Regions from separate parts of the Mus musculus genome. Here region 2 is linked to region 1. The links are chromatin contacts, called in public HiChIP or PLAC-seq maps. All regions are on one chromosome and are shown on one strand. The core of a region is the stretch at or near the end of the contact, and the rest is flanking DNA. Distances in the headings are between cores, read along the strand shown. Region 1 overlaps Agl (amylo-1,6-glucosidase, 4-alpha-glucanotransferase). Region 2 holds the start of Frrs1 (ferric-chelate reductase 1).

The links. HiChIP or PLAC-seq counts read pairs in DNA pulled down with a chosen protein or histone mark.
Region 2: an H3K27ac HiChIP or PLAC-seq map of embryonic stem cells shows a contact between it and region 1, with 14 read pairs. The contact joins the promoter of Frrs1 here to the enhancer-like site in region 1. A contact is called at or near these places in 1 of 39 promoter capture datasets (macrophages), 6 of 484 Hi-C or Micro-C datasets (CD8 T cells, the G1E-ER4 cell line, beige adipocytes and 3 more), 3 of 115 datasets of contacts at active chromatin or transcription factors (the 230-238 cell line, bone marrow-derived macrophages and embryonic stem cells) and 3 of 9 other capture datasets (adipose tissue, liver and pancreatic islet).

What each region holds. Positions count from the first base shown.
Region 1 is chr3:116,747,273-116,750,675 of GRCm38.p6, reverse strand. Agl (amylo-1,6-glucosidase, 4-alpha-glucanotransferase) reads left to right here. Exons shown (of 34, transcript NM_001081326.1): 31 at 181-278. Among named protein-coding and RNA genes, the nearest start is that of Slc35a3, 37 kb to the right of the region's middle. Within about 2 kb of position 1,890, at least 14 of the 459 cell types and tissues checked have an H3K27ac peak or open chromatin away from gene starts, as enhancers often do. A contact at or near this core is called in embryonic stem cells, where this site is marked.
Region 2 is chr3:116,860,080-116,863,482 of GRCm38.p6, reverse strand. It overlaps Frrs1 (ferric-chelate reductase 1), which reads right to left and starts at 1,803. Exons shown (of 17, transcript NM_009146.3): 1 at 1,774-1,803.

The DNA.
Region 1 (3,403 bases), core at 641-3,140:
CGGTGGCCCGTGCGCTCTCCCAGCCTCTCAGCCGAGAAAGGCGACTCAGATTCCGCCTCGGAGGATTAGAGTCGTCAGGTTCCACTCACCATCTGACCTACACCATATTCTTACATGAGTAAGAACTAATTGTTCTGCGATATTAAAATGTTTTTTCTTTGTTTATTTCACCTTCATTAGGCCCCTGAACTCTTTACTGCTGAGAAGGCTTGGAAGGCTTTGGAAATTGCAGAAAAAAAATTGCTTGGTCCCCTTGGCATGAAAACTTTAGACCCAGAGTAAGTTGGAATATTAGTATTAAGAAGGTTGTTGAGTTGGGTGGTGGGTGTGAATGCCTTTAATCTTAGTACCCAGGAGGTAGCAGAAGCAGGTAGCTCTGAGTTCAAGGCCAGTCTGGTTTACAGAATGAGTTTCAGGATGGACACAGAGAAACACTGTCTAGGAAAGGAAGGAAAGGAAAGGAAAGGAAAGGAAAGGAAAGGAAAGGAAAGGAAAGGAAAGGAAAGGAAAGGAAAGGAAAGGAAAGGAAAGGAGAAAGGAAAGGAAAGGAAAGGAAAGGAAAGGAAAGGAAAGGAAAGGAAAGGAAAGGAAAGGGGAAAGGGGAAAGGGAAAAGAAGAAGGCAGTTGAAATTGTGTTTAACCCACATAGATTAGTATTATTAGTATTAGGCTAGAGAGATGACTCAGCAGTAAAGAGCACTGACTGCTCTTCCAGAGGTCCTGAGTTCAATACCAAGCAACCATAGTGTGGCTCACAATCATCTGTAATGGGGTCTGATGCCCTTTCTGGTGTGTCTGAAGACAGCAACAGTGTACTCATATACATAAAGTAAATAAATAAATCTTTAAAATAGCTCTTGAGCCCAGCATGATGGCGTATACTTGTAGCCCAGCCTCTGGATAGTTGAAACAGGAGAATTGAGAGTCCATGATGGCCTTCCACTGTCTCACAAGTTTGAGACCAGCCTGGCCACATGAGAGCCCGCCTCGTGAGGAGCAGTTGGAAGGATGTAGCTCAGTGGTAGAGTGCATGCCTACCACATGTAGGACCCTGGGCTCTGTCCTCAGCACCACACCCCCATATTCATTTATGTGTATAAGTGTTCTGCCTTCATATATTTCTTTGTGCCACATGTGTGCCTGGTGCCCTTGGAGGCAGTAAGAGGGCATGGATCCCCTGGAACTGGAGTTACAGACAGTTGTGAACCATCATGTGAGTGCTGGAATTGAACCCAGGTCTTCTGCAAGAAGAACACATGCTCGTAACTGCTGAGCCATCTTTCCAGGCCCTCAAGGACAGTCTTTATGTTTTGTTTTTGTGGATAGTTTTTCCATACTCCTGGATAACCTACACTTGTTTGTGCTATTTTAAGTGGCAGGCATATGTGTCCACTTGTAGTGGTGGCTGTAATGATCTTCTTTTCCAGAAGTCTCCGTCCTTCCTGGACAATTGCACCACTCTTTCTGCCTAAATCAGTAAAGAACTGTGGTTTTTTTATCTTACAATTTGCATTTGCAAATGTCTTTACTTTTATAACCCTTTTCCTAAATTTCTAGGGTCTTTCTGGGTTTTTTGTTTTTGTTTTCTTATGTTTTGCCTACATGTAGCTCTGTTGCACCACTTGCATACAGTTCCCACAGAGGCCAGAAGAGGGCATCAGATACCCTGGAACTGGAGCTACCGGTGGTCGTGAGACATGTGGATTCTGGGAATTGAACCCTCATCCTCTGGGGGAGCAGCCAGTGTGCTTACCATCTGAGCCAGGCTTTTATACTTTATCACGTGCTGATTTCCACTGCAGACCAGGCCGGCCTCTGCCTCCAGAGTGGGGTGGAATTAAAGGCGTGTACCGCTATACATGGCCTGCCTTCTTTCTTTCTTGGTTGGGTTTTTGTTTTTGTAGCTTCCTGGAACTCACTCTGTAGACCAAGCTGGCCTTGAACTTAGAGATCTGCCTGCCTCTGCCTTCCAAGTGCTATGATTAAAGTCATGTGCCACCACTGCCCCTGTGTCAACTGGCCTTTCTATATACTGATCTTGCTATTTCGTTTCTGTTTATTGAGACAGAGTCTTACACAGCTGACACTGACCTTGAACTCCTGACCCTCCTGTCTCAACCTCCTAGCATTAGACACATACCACCATGCTTGGCTTGATTTCGTTCTTGATACCCAAAATTTTGTTTACAGATACTTGTTATTTTTTTGTCTGTTTGCATGTTCAGCTCAGGTGTGGTGGCACACAAAGGAAGGTCTCTGTGAGTTCAAAGCCAGCCTGGACTACTGAGACATTTCCAGGGCAGCCAGGGGCGCACAGTCAGGCCCTGTCTCAAACTCTAAGCCCTCAAAAACAAACAGAAGACTTGCTGATCTCACTAAAAGTTAATGATAAAGGTTCATATGGCCACTTTGTGTCATGAAACAACATCTTAAAAGTTACAATTTAGTTAAATTGTACTTACTTACTTACTATGCATAACTCATCTGTTGGCAATGTTTATAACACTGCTCAGTATATAACTTTGTTTTAAATTCTACATATTATAGCAATATCTATTCAACTGTTATTTATAATCTGACCGTATACTCATTTTACTTTTTTAAAGATAGATTTATTTATTTATTTATTTATTTATTTATTTATTTTATGTATATGAGTACACTATAGCTGTACAGATGGTTGTGAGCCTTCATGTGGTTGTTGGGAATTGAATTTTTAGGACCTATGCTTGCTCCAGTCGGCCCCGCTCGCTCAGTCCCTGCTTGCTCCAGCCCAAAGATTTATTTATTATTTTACATAAGTACACTGTAGCTGTCTTCAGACATACCAGAAGAGGGCGTCAGATCTCATTATGGGTGATTGTGAGCCACCATATGGTTGCTGGGATTTGAACTTAGGAACTTCGGAAGAGCAGTCTCTTACCCGCTGAGCCATCTCGCCAGCCCTCATTTTAGTTTTTGTTTTTTGTTATTGGTTGTTGTTGTTGTTGTTGTTGTTGTTGTTGTTGTTGTTGTTTGTTGTTTGGTTTTTTGGGTTTTTTGAGTTTTTTTGAGACAGGTTTTTTTTCTGTGTAGCTCTGGCTGTCCTGGAACTCACTCTGTAGACCAGGCTGGCCTCCAACTCAAAAATCCACCTGCCTCTGCCTCCCAAGTGCTGGGATTAAAGGCATGTGCCACCACTGCCCGGCCTCATTTTAATTTTAAAATAGCTTCATAGAGAAATTTAAAACATGACCCTACATGGACTAAGGTTGTATAAATTGTGGGATACTTCCCCAGTATAGATAAGGCCCAAGGTTTGATCAGTAGGCACCACAAAATAAATAATTTACATAAATAATGCCTTTCTGCTCTGTAGTCAATAAAACCTTATCTTTACTTTTTCGTAATTCAAACAACTGTT
Region 2 (3,403 bases), core at 554-3,053, 110 kb before region 1:
CTCTGCAAGCTCAGGACACCCAGGGCTACATAGCAACACCTCTCAATAAATTAATCAAAGAAAGAAAGAAAGAAAGAAAGAAAGAAAGAAAGAAAGAAAGAAAGAAAGAAAGAGAGAGAAAGAGAAGGAGGGAGGGGAGGAGGGGAGGGGAAGAAGAAAGAGAGAGGGAAAGAAAGAAAGAAAGAAAGAAAGAAAGAAAGAAAGAAAGAAAGAAGAAAAGAAAAAAAGAAGTGCATTAAATTGCTCACACAAGAATTAGATTTGGCTCCTCTTTTCAAGCACTGTCATGTTTCCCTTTTTTTACTTTTGTTTTAAAACACCTACAATTTGCAATGTCCGTGTAAATGTCCTCAACCACTATCCTCTATGACCACGACATTAAACTGTACGGTATTTCTGTGTTTGAATTGGTCCTCTGTTTTTAAATTGCACTTGCCTCGGCATGCCGTAGAGGTCAGAGGACAGCTAGCAGAAGTCAGTTCTCTCCTTCCATCATGTACAACCTAAGGGTTGCACTCTGGTCATCAGGTTCTCTGAACATCTCCCCTACCTTGATCCATTTACCCATTATCACCTGTCAGGGACCACTGTTGTGACCCAGAGCAAATTATTTATTCTCACTCTCACTTAGGCTTCTTATTTTTGGAGGCAGTACCAGTTTAAAAAAAAAAAAAAAAAAAAAAAAAAAAACTACTTTGTAAGAATTAAATAAAACACCTAACCAGGCACACACTATTAATCATAGTAGTCAGAAGGCAGAGGCAAGCAGATCTCTGTAAGTTTGAGACCAACCTGTTCTATAGAGAAAGTTCCAGGACAGCTAAGGCTACTTAATGAGATCCTAAGCCAGGGCTCCGGATAAAATAGCCTTCTTTCCTTGGAATCTTGCCTAGTTGTACCAACCTGAAGTAAGTGTTCTTTTCTTAGAAATGTACTATTAGCTAATAGAAACTTGTATCACATTTTCCTCCACCATTGCAGACTTACATACCTGTAGCTGAACTGAAAGTTTAAAGTTTAGCTATGTTAGGAGAAATTCCAGAAAGCACATTTGTTAGTTGAAATTTTCCCTTTGACCTTAGACATTATGGAAAGAAAAAAGGAAAGGAAAGAAAAGCGAGGGAGAGGGAGAGGGAGAGGGAGAGGGAGAGGGAGAGGGAGAGGGAGAGAAGAGAAGAGAAGAGAAGAGAAGAGCGAGACGAGACGAGACGAGAAGAGGAGGAAGAGAAGAGAAAAGAGAAGAGAAGAGAAGAGAAGAGAAGAGAAGAGAAGAGAAGAGAAGAGAAGAGAAGAGAAGAGAAAAAAAGGAAAGGAAAGAAAAGAAAGGAGAAGAGAAGAGGCTGCTGGACATGCACAGACATAAGAACACACACACACACACACACACACACACACACACACACACACGAGTAACTCGCACATGGGCAAACTATGACATTAGGTTTCAATGCAAAAGTCAAGTTTCCGTTGTTCAATTTTTCTTATGGAGCACAAATTAAAGTCAATACTTTTCGGGCCCTCATGCTCGTCTGTCCTTACAACTACCCCATTTTGGGGATTAGGGCTCTTTAGTCAAAGTCACGAGGCATATTGGGAAACTAAATCGCTAGACAGATCAAGACAACCCTGCCGGCGAGCGCAGCCCTCCTCCAGCCTCCTGACTGCCAGACCACGCAAGGTGCCTGCTCTCGCCGCCGTCGCCCAGCTAGCTCTGATTTTTATAAGCTTTACCAAGAGTCTTGACACAGAAAACTAAACAGAACGGGCTCTTACCTTGAGCAGCAGAGGCAGCCTGAGCAACTTCCGGCTTGGCTCCGGCGGGTACCGCGGAGCTGCAACTAGGCGGAGCCAGCTTACTGGGAAACCGGCAGGGAAGGCTGGCGACCCAAGCTGCCCTACCTGGTTTCCGAGCCCGGGATGGGCTTTAGGACTGCACATGTGAAACTAGAAGGGTTCTGTTTCTAAAAAATAAAAACGCTCTGCGTGTTTTTAACTCACTAGCTACTGTTGCACTGAGCAAATTACACTTTCCTTGGTTTTCTCTACCAGCCTATTTGAATGCATACCTGTTGCCTGTGACTCAAAGACAAAGGCACCTGCTCCTCCTGCCTGAGCGAGGTAGCCATATTCAGCAAATAAGTAGGATACCCAGTTCCACTGCAATTTCAGTTAGCAGTGTGAGTACTGAAGTACGCAGTACCACAGGCATGCTGATGGCTTGGTTTGGTTTGCTTTTTAATGACTGGCTAAATATAGAATTGAAGTTCACCGTGAGAATTTACAGGACCACCTCCGCCCCCTTTGTTTTTGTTTTGAGACCGGGTTTCTCTGTGCAGCAGCCTTAGCTGTGCCTCTGCCGCCTTCTGGGTTAAATGGGTGGACCACCACTCCCAGCTTTAGTCCTTCTCCCCACCCCACCCTTTTTTTTTTTTTTTTTTTTTTTTTCTTAAATCTAGCAGCACTCCACATACTATTTAGTTACCTACAAAATTTTGTAAAGAAATCGTAGCGCACAGTTTTGTTTTGTTTTGTTTTTGGTGGGGGGGGTGTGAGACACTGTTTCTCTGTGTAGCCTTGGCTGTTCTAGAACTAGCTGTGTAGACCAGTCGGGTCTCAAACTCACAGGGATCCTCCTGCCTCTGCCTCCACATTGCCAGGATTAAAGGTCTGCACTACCACCACCCAAAGTGCACAAATTATAAAAGTTGAAAGGACTCTTTCGAGATTTCTTTTTGTAAAGTACAACTTGAAATGCGTGTGGCTGTGGCTTCCCATTGTCTCTTTTTAGTCTGTGCCTTGCATTATTTTGCAAAAGAACATGTTCAGTGCTAGGGAAAAAAATCTATATCTGAAAAATGTTAACCACGTCGTCCTAACTTGGGAGGACGTGTGGGTTGGGGGAAGGATCGTGAGGCAGGCTTTGACCTGTGGTTACCCATTGCGCAACACCAGTAAATTCTTTAGATCCATTTGAAAAGAAGAGATAGGAAAGAACACCCACCTCTGAACGGCCTAGGAAGAACTGTTAACATTTAACAAACGCCCCACCCTCAACCCCACCCGCCCCACCCCCGCAGCAGCCACCGCCCCAGAAAATTAAAAGGGGGGCTTTAAGTAATGAGAGCCCAAATCTTGTTTCCAACCTAAAGCAGCTTGGGGCATTAAAACTTTTCAACTAAGTCAACTGATTTTTTCAGCTCAAAACCACAGACTTGGGGTTCAACTAGGACCCCTATAAGCCATGGTTGGCCACCTATCCTCCATAATCCAATTTTAAAAGCCTAACTAAAAAAAGAAAAATAAAAGGAGAGATTTATTTCATGTGGTTGACTACCATGAGGAAGGAAGAAAAATGAAGTCTGGACACACACATACTACACACACGCACACACATACACTACAC